2 separate regions of the Mus musculus genome follow, and region 2 is linked to region 1. The links are chromatin contacts, called in public HiChIP or PLAC-seq maps. All regions are on one chromosome and are shown on one strand. Each heading gives the region's core, a stretch centred on a gene start, on an enhancer-like site or on the middle of the called end of the contact. The rest is flanking DNA. Distances are from core to core; before and after follow the strand shown. Region 1 has its middle 19 kb from the start of Gm31678. Region 2 holds the start of Dapp1 (dual adaptor for phosphotyrosine and 3-phosphoinositides 1).

What was found. HiChIP or PLAC-seq counts read pairs in DNA pulled down with a chosen protein or histone mark.
Region 2: an H3K4me3 HiChIP or PLAC-seq map of bone marrow-derived macrophages shows a contact between it and region 1, with 2.2 times the contacts expected there. The contact joins the promoter of Dapp1 here to the enhancer-like site in region 1. A contact is called at or near these places in 1 of 484 Hi-C or Micro-C datasets (stem cell-derived cardiac mesoderm) and 4 of 115 datasets of contacts at active chromatin or transcription factors (bone marrow-derived macrophages and embryonic stem cells).

Annotation. Positions count from the first base shown.
Region 1 is chr3:137,819,158-137,823,362 of GRCm38.p6, reverse strand. No RefSeq gene overlaps it. Among named protein-coding and RNA genes, the nearest start is that of Gm31678, 19 kb to the right of the region's middle. Within about 2 kb of position 2,457, at least 26 of the 459 cell types and tissues checked have an H3K27ac peak or open chromatin away from gene starts, as enhancers often do. A contact at or near this core is called in bone marrow-derived macrophages, where this site is marked.
Region 2 is chr3:137,978,754-137,983,267 of GRCm38.p6, reverse strand. It overlaps Dapp1 (dual adaptor for phosphotyrosine and 3-phosphoinositides 1), which reads left to right and starts at 1,719. Exons shown (of 9, transcript NM_011932.3): 1 at 1,719-1,949. The coding sequence starts at 1,849. All of the region lies in intron 2 of Gm19708 (a long non-coding RNA gene), which reads right to left.

The DNA of each region.
Region 1 (4,205 bases), core at 1,208-3,707:
GTGTGTGTCTGTGTGTCTGTCTCTTTGTGCATGCTGGAGTGTGACAGTGTAATTGTAGCAGTCAAAGGACTATTGCAGGGGTTGATCCTTTTCTTCCCATGTGCGATTGGGATCAGTCTTGTATAGAATTGTTTTTAATTTATTTTTATTATTTTTAAGAGTATGTGTATGTGTATATGTATATGTGTGTATATATATATATGAATGAGTGCAGGTGCTCATGGAAGCCACAGACATTGAATGCCCTTGGAGCTTGAGCTACATGTGGCTGTGAACCCCCTGACATGGGTACTGGGAATCAAACTTGGATACTTTGGAAGAGCAATATACATAACCTATCACTTTGACCTTCAATGCAATTGAATATATATATGTATATATATATATATATATATACATATATATACATATATATATGATATAATACATTGAATATATATATGTGTATATATATGTATATATGCTATGTTTCATTAAACTTTTTTCTTTCTGAAACACTTTAAACATTTGATAGATAATTCAAATTAATTTTCAAAAGTGAAATTTCCTTTCTAAATTTCTTCCTGCTTTTTGGTAAATGACTTTTGTTGCCCTCTCCACTATATACATACATTAAATTATTATCTTCACAACTTTAAAAGGCCAAGCGAATTAGGCATTTGTGCTTAATTTTCAGTCAGAAAAGATTACTTTCATGCTTGATAACCATCAACCTACTGCACAGCAATAGTAACAGTCTAATCTTAATAGTAAGCTATTTCAAGTTGAAGGGATTTTCCTGTGTGAGGTTGTATATGGACAAGCGTGTTCCTCTGTGAGTGCACATGTGAAGGCCAGCAATCAATACTATGTGCATTCCTCTATTTCTTTCCATGTTGTTGCTGTTATTATTAATTTTACCATTGCTGCAGCTTACTGGCTGTATGCCCCACTGCAGCTTCTAAGACAGATCTGGCTTCAATGGAGTAAGGCAGGGAGAAAAAGGAAACACAAATAACATTGGTTATGACACGGGAATTGGCCATCAAAATGGACAATGCTCAAATTGATGAATTAAAAGCAAAATATATAGGACATTTATCCAAAATATATCAGACATCTTTCTCATAAGATACTGAGAGGAATCTTTCTCTTGCAGATGTTAACATGCTGAGTGACGACGCCCCTTTATAGAGCACTCCTGAGGAGCACACAGTGCTTAGGTCCTGTCGCTGAGCTCCTTCAGATCTGGAGACTGGCTTGGGGCTGGAGGAGCATGCACAGCTGGCTTGTGATTGCTTGGCTGCTCTCTAGAATCTTTATAAGCAGTGATTGCAAAGGGGTGGGGCCTCCAGGGCGACCAAGGACTCTTAAAGTTTGTGTAGAAAGAGCAGTTTGCTCCTTTGATGGGATCGCTGGCAAGGCCTTTGCTTCTCCCATTGTTTGCCAGGACTGCTTTGCAAAGATGCTTAAGGAAGGAAACAAGACTGAGAAAGAGCCTCGGGAATTCTAGCCCCTGCCAGTGTGAGCAGGGAATTTGCTATTTTGCAAATCCCTGATATTAAATTCCAGTAACTATGATGGAGTAACAGATTCTCTCCACTTCCTACCATCAGTTAAACGATGGAACCCACACTGGACATGGTGGTGCACACCTTTGATCTGTCCCAGACACATTGAACAGCTGTAACTAAATGTCCTCAGGTAACTGAAGAGAGTAATCACTCATTACTGAGTATGTCAATACCTTTCCCGGTTTGACAACTGCCAAACAATACTTTTGGTTTATTTATGTCTCTATGGTATCTAGAACACAGCCCAGTAGTCTAAGCCTGGCAAACAACGGGAGAAGCAAAGGCCTTGCCAGTGATCCCATCAAAGGAGCAAACTGCTCTTTCTACACAAACTTTAAAGAGTCCTTGGTCACCCTAGAGGCTCCGCCCCTTTGTAATCACTATGAATAATATGGAAAACAAAAACTCTGAGCCCTAAATTTCCATTAATGTCTCAAGCTCTTATTAAAGAAATACGCCCAAATCTGGACTCCTTCTTTTAAAAAGAGGAACAGATGGTTGTGGTGTGTTTACCCTTTAACCCATTCCACTTCTCGGTAACAGCTTTGAGAGATTCAACTGCAATGATTCAGCCTATTTCTTGTAGATTTCATTCTGTCAGATGCAAAAGTGAAAGAAGAAAAAGAAAACACTACTGGCCTGCAAGTCTCCATTTCATAGAAAACCCGAGCTTACCTCTCTAATCTGCTTGCATTCTGTGTATTCCAAGAAGAGCACCTCTGCACCCTTGCTGTTAGCTCTTTGTTTCCCCACTGGCTACTGATTGGTACACTCTAAGCGTCCTTGGCTAGAACACTTTAATTTAAGTGAGTTTCACCTACTTCACACATTCTTGGCTTGCGGGCATTGGAGCCAGCCTAAGGAGTTCTCTCAAATGAAAAAAATAGAGACTACTAGAAAGAGGAAACAGTGCCCTTTACTGGGTCTTCTGTCTGCAGTGGGAGGAAACAGTGTGTAGAAGGGCTGTTCCAGGAAAGGAAGGCATTGAGGAGGAACAACAGGTATTTGGAGTGACAGGTGAAAAATAACAAAGATGAGAACCATCCTGATTCTGCCCCATTGGCATTCTTTGACTTTGGGGCATGTCACAGCTTTCTTTGGCTTTAGTTTCTCCATAGAAATGTTCAGGAGTCAGGAGACTCTGGGACTGGAGCGATGACGCTGTGGTTAAAAGCACTCGTGTTCCAAGTTCAGCACTGTGTACTCACACATCAGCTCATCAAAGTCTGTAATTAGAGTTCTAGGGGGTCTCATGCCCTCCTCCGGCCTCCACAGGCACTTGGTACACATGGGGTATAGATGTACATGCTGATAAATCATTTATAACGTAAACAAAAAACAAATAAAAAATGTTTTAAAGAGTCAGGAGACCCTGAACAACAGAAGTATGATCTTGGAGTTTAAGACATTCATGAGCAAGTGTGGGTAAGTGGTTTTCTTGGGCATGTGGTGAGGGGAAGGGTTGATTCAGGCCCTTCCTCTGGATTTGCTGATTGCCATCTTTTCCCTGTGTCTCCATATCCTCTCCTCTTTATAAATGTCACTGTGTTCAGATTTATTCTTTTTATAACGACACCAGTTGTATTGGATTTGGGCCTATTCTAATGATCTCATTTTAACTTTATTACCTCTGTAAAGAACCTCTTCCCAAATAAGGTTACATTCTGAGGGACTTGAGATTAGGACCTCAACATATGAATTTGGGGGATGCATGATGCTATCAATCCATGACTCTAATCTTGTGAGTGATCTAAAATAGTTAACGTGCCGGGAAGCTGCGAGCCATCCCATTGGTTGTATTGACTTCTTATTTGGGGAAAAAGGCAGTGGTGAGTTCCTAAGACAGTACCATTCCCAAATGTGGGCAGACCTGAGACCTCTCAAGGATGAAATTACAACAATGTCTTTCTAGAATAGGGCAATGCTTTATTTCACAAACTAGAACATTCGTATTCTGTGGGCTGGGCAGAGGTTGGTTTTATAGACAGGGAAAGGCTGGTGGAAACAGGAAGAACACAAAAGAGGACAAAGAGTAGATGGACCATTGTAAACTGGCTTTCCTTCTAAGGCCAAGGATAGAAGACCCATCTGGTTGACATTGGGTTCTACTGGGAGGGTTAAGCCGAGGGAAATTTGGATATTAGCTCTGAGTCCTAATGTTGCAGAAGCATAGACAAACAGCTTGGAATGTGAGTGACACGATTTGGGTTTTCTGTCTGGTCAGCTTGAACCTCAGACAGGAACAAGGGCTCTTTGAATTTTTATTGAGCAGTTTATTGAGTATGGATTCTACTATGTAGCCACCAGAGATGAGAATTTCTGATCTTCCTGCCTCCACCTCCCAAGTGCTGGGATACAGACCTGTTCGATCACGCTCTCGTGCATGATAGAATTTAATTCTGTTAATTTCACTGGGTTTTCCTGTGTTTACAGAAAACCACATACAGTGTCAAGTATAAAAACGTATCATAGGAACAAAATTTCAAAACTCATAGCAAGTATTTTACGAAAAACTTTGTTAGATTACATCCTAATTTTGAATTAATTAATTTTCTTTCTGGTGAGACTGGGCTCTCCCAGTAAAGCCTAGGTTGACTTGAGGATGGTCCTGTCTCAACTGTCTGCAAGGGTTTTGACCAGATGTCCCAATTA
Region 2 (4,514 bases), core at 470-2,969, 160 kb before region 1:
TGAAAGGGAAGAGATTAAGAGAAATGGGACTCCCCCCCTCCCCCCAAATGTGCTAAAATGGGATGAAAAGGACAGTCCAGCACTGGAGAAATGTGCAGGAAGGAGCAGGGGACCTGTTGCATGGCTTGCCCAGTGATTTGGAGCCCTCCCTGCCCCCTTTCTGTTGACGTGCACTTTATCTTTTTTTTAAGTTTGGTTGGTTTGTTTGTTTGTTTATTTATTTATTTATTTATTTATTTATCTGTATAGCCCTGGCTGTCCTGGAACTCACTCTGTAAACCAGGCTGGCCTCGAACTCAGAAATCCACTTGCCTCTGACTCCCAAGTGCTGGAATTAAAGGCATGCGCCACCACTGCCCGACACTTTATATTCCTCTGTCTGAGAGAACTATAGCAGCCAGTGTGTGCCGGTTCGTTATATGTGTGTTCTCAGAGCTGCTTCTCCCCAGGACTGCCTCTAGGCACTGAGGACTTTCTCACCAGAGAAAGCCAGAGTCCCAGGAACCATTGGGAAACAGAAGAGAGGACGGTTCCTAAGGAGACATTGGCAGCCTGTGTAGAACAAGGTCTTCGTTCTATCAGTCTCTTTAGGATACCAAATGGAACAGCCCTCAGATGAACCCTAGTTCATCTTGGGATATTGGAGGGGGAACATGCAGAGAGAGAGCTCTTTATCCATCCACTGATACACATCCAGGCAGATGGAATTTCCTCTTTATGAGTCTAAACACCACTGCATCCAGGGTAGTTCAGCCTACTGGGTACACCCCGGACAGCGTAGCTCAGCCTACTGGGTACACCCCGAACAGCGTACGTAGCTCAGCCTACTGGGTACACCCCGGACAGCGTAGCTCAGCCTACTGGGTACACCCCCGGACAGCGTAGCTCAGCCTACTGGGTACACCCCCGGACAGCGTAGCTCAGCCTACTGGGTACACCCCCGGACAGCGTAGCTCAGCCTACTGGGTACACCCCCGACAGATGCTGTTCTTTAACTTTCTTCTGCCTTCTTACTCAGTCCTTTGCCTTGTTTGTTTTTTAAACAGGGACTCACATAGCCCAGGCTGGACTCAAATTCACCAAGTAGATGAGGATAGCCTTGAACTTCTGACTTTTCTGCCCCTACCTCTAGAGTGCTGGGATTACAGGATCTTATGGGGTGCGGGGATGGAACCCAGGTCTTTGGGCATGTTGGCGACAGCCTCTGCCCCCAAACCTTCTTCCATAAGAGAAACAAGTGTTCCCCTACAGAAACCTCAAGGGAATATTGGAAAGAAATCCTGAGCCAGTACCAGAAACAAAGTAGGTTAGAGCAGGACTGGTTGTTTACCTATAATTTTTTTAACCCCTTCAGAAGATGTATCTGACGTCGAAGCTTCCTCGGTGTTCCTTGTGCCGCTGTGTGAGGTGGGTGTGCGCGTGCACATAGCCCCCTCCCCGCCCCCCCCCCCAAACTACAGGCAAACCCTGGTAAGGAGAAGCTACAGTTTGGACTCCTAGAAAGAGTTTGACCTAATCGCCCCATCCTGGTTGGGCGGGTGGTCCTTCTGTTTTCTTTGGCAAAATCTAACTTGACAATACGTTGTGGTGACTGAGGTGCTCTGCTGCCAGAGGGGTTAGTTAGCACACTTCCTGACTGACAGAACACCCCTGCCTATGCCTCAGGCCCACGGTGGCAGAGGCAGTGTGGGAGGAGCAACCAAGTTTCACTTCCTTGCTAGCCAGAGACTCAGCCCCAGCCGGCTCCTGCCTTAGCGAGGAGGAGCAGCGCGTCCAGCAGCAGCCGATCCCATCTCTCTCTTCATACAGCACCTGGCGGGGAGTCAGCCATCAGAAGCAAAGGAACTTATGGGCAGAGCAGAACTTCTAGGAGGGAACATGAGTACCCAGGATCCCTCAGAGCTGTGGGGCAGAGCAGATGGAGGCACAGACCTGCTCCAGGATTTGGGGTAAGAGCGCTTTTTCGATGAGTACAACTTCCCAGTTCCTTGAAAAATCGCCGCTCTGACCAGTGTTTCCAGGATTCGAGTCTCTTCCCACTGCCACCTGATGGTCGTCTACCTGGCCAGTTTAATTGACCTGTAGGAACTTCCTTCTGGGGGCGCTGATTCATTGTAAAAGTGTAAGATATTTTTCTAAAAGTGAGAACAGTTACACTGAGAGAATGTGATAAAAAAAAAATCAACTTTTGGGCATCCTTCAGCAGCTGGGGAGTGTGCATACAATCGTCTGTTTCTTTGATACTGGGCTAGTTTATCATTAAAGTGAGGTGGAAGAACTCTGAGTGCACCTCTTGGCAGTGAACTGTGTCACTGGTTCCATAAACAGAAAGACTACACGGCTGTGAGTAAGAGGGATTTTTTTTTTTTTTCAAAAGAAAAAGAATGAGGAAGTTTGTACGACAATCATGTTTCTACGGTGCCTCCTTCTCACACAGCAATGGGAGCTCTTTCATAGCCTTTAGACACAAGATAACAACAGCCTGGCTTCAGATAGACAGGTTTAGGTTAGGTGACATCATCAGAGTTCATCAGAAGGGACCCTGATGACACAGCTCATCCGGACATTTAGTAAAGAAAAAAGGGCTACTCAGACAAGAAAGGAGGTTTCCTTGGAGACAAAGCCTTGCACCTACACGCTTGTGTTTCCCAAGAGAGAGGACTCTGGACCTGTTGTCTACCTAAGTGGCTGGAATTCCTCATCACCCAATGACATAAAGACATACTGTCACCTTGCATAGGATGGCAATAAACACGAAAGGGTTTTAAACCCCATCTTATCGGTCACATCAGTGAAATAACAAAGCTGAGACAGCTACCTGCCAGAGGCCCCATCCTCCTCTGAGAATGGGTTGAAATTTCTGTTTACACTAGAGATTGTATCATTTTATATTGTGTTACTGTAAAATTTCTCACGGCACTATGCTGGCACAGCAAGTAGAGGTGCTTGCGGCTAAGCCTGGCTAAGCCTGAGATTGAGTCCTGGGACCCACTCGGCAGACCTCCACACAGATGATATGTCAGACGGGTACACACACACACACACACACACACACACACACCATGCACACATGTAATGATAATTAATAAAAAGTCTAAAAGCAGCTCTCAATAATTCTCTGTTTAAATTTAAAGCCAAGGACCTGTACTGCCATTTGGTATTGACAGCTAGGATTTTCAATAAGGGAAACTCCTTATGAGGTCTTCAGAGCTCCAAAAACTCTCCACGTTTCTCTTCAAATAAAAAAAACAGAATAAGGGCCTCTCTGGGAGCATCCAGCCCAGAATCAAGCAGTTCAGAGCCGACCTTACTGGCCAGCTCCCAAGGTTTGTACCTGTGTTTTTTGCACTCTCCAGCCTCTGAAGTTAAGATACCCAAAGGAGAAGAAAGATCCAGAAAATATTCAACTCTGTCTCTTTAATTAAACAAATCCTATCCTGAAAGCAGGATCTAAGCTTTGGAATTGTCAGCACACTCAGGACACAAACATACCTGACCATGTGTCTGGGGACAGGCAGTGCAGGTAAACCACAGGCTTCCCTTCCCAGGCAAAGAATAGACGTCTGGTACTAAGTCCGGGGACCCTTATTATTATTATCACGGAATAAATGGTACGTTTGTATCCAGATCTCTTTAGTTCAGAAGACCTGAACATTTTCTTGAATGTCAGAACTTGGTCTCAGAAACAATGCAAACTTCAGTTGTTGAAGAAACTGCTCTATAGTGTGGGTTTCAACTCTCTCTACATGCTAGACAGACTAAGGAACTTTTTATTTGCTTATTTTTATTCTTGTTTTTATACTTGATACAGGGCCTAATATAGCTTAGGCTCTAATTCAAGGATGACTTGAATTTCTTGATATTCCTGACTGTACCTCCCAAGGCCTGGGATAAGAGGTGTATAACATCACACCCCACTTATGCAGGGCTTCCAGGATTCAAGGCAAGCACTCTACCAACTGAGTACTTCCTAGGCATATGAACTAAGAAAGGAAGGAAGGAAGGAAGGAAGGAAGGAAGGAAGGGAGGGAGGGAGGGAGGGAGGGAGGGAGGAAGAGAAAAAGAAAGGAAGGAAGAAAGGAGAGGGGGGAGAGAAAGGGAGAGAGAGAGGGAGAGAGGGAGAGAGAGAGAGAAAGAGGGAGAGAAAGAGGGAGAGAGAGGGAGAGAAAGAGGGAGAGAGGGAGAGAGAGGGAGAGGGAGAGAAAGAGGGAGAGAGAGAGGGAGAGAGAGAGAGAGAGATGTCTCTGAGCTAACATTTGTTTTCTTCCTCTACGTGCCTCTAAAGCAAGACTGGAATTAAGAATCAAGGTATAAAATGTATATTCTCTGACGGGTTAGGTTAGGTACAGTTTTATCATTTATTTTAATTTAGGGCATGCCCCTAAATTTTAAAATCACTAATGAGTTGTGGCATTCTGTTGAGAGGTTGGGGCCTGTGGCCAATAATAACTTCATTGAGGTGCATTTTACATAAGATAAACTTGAAGAGCGCGACTGTCACTGTAGCCGGTGGT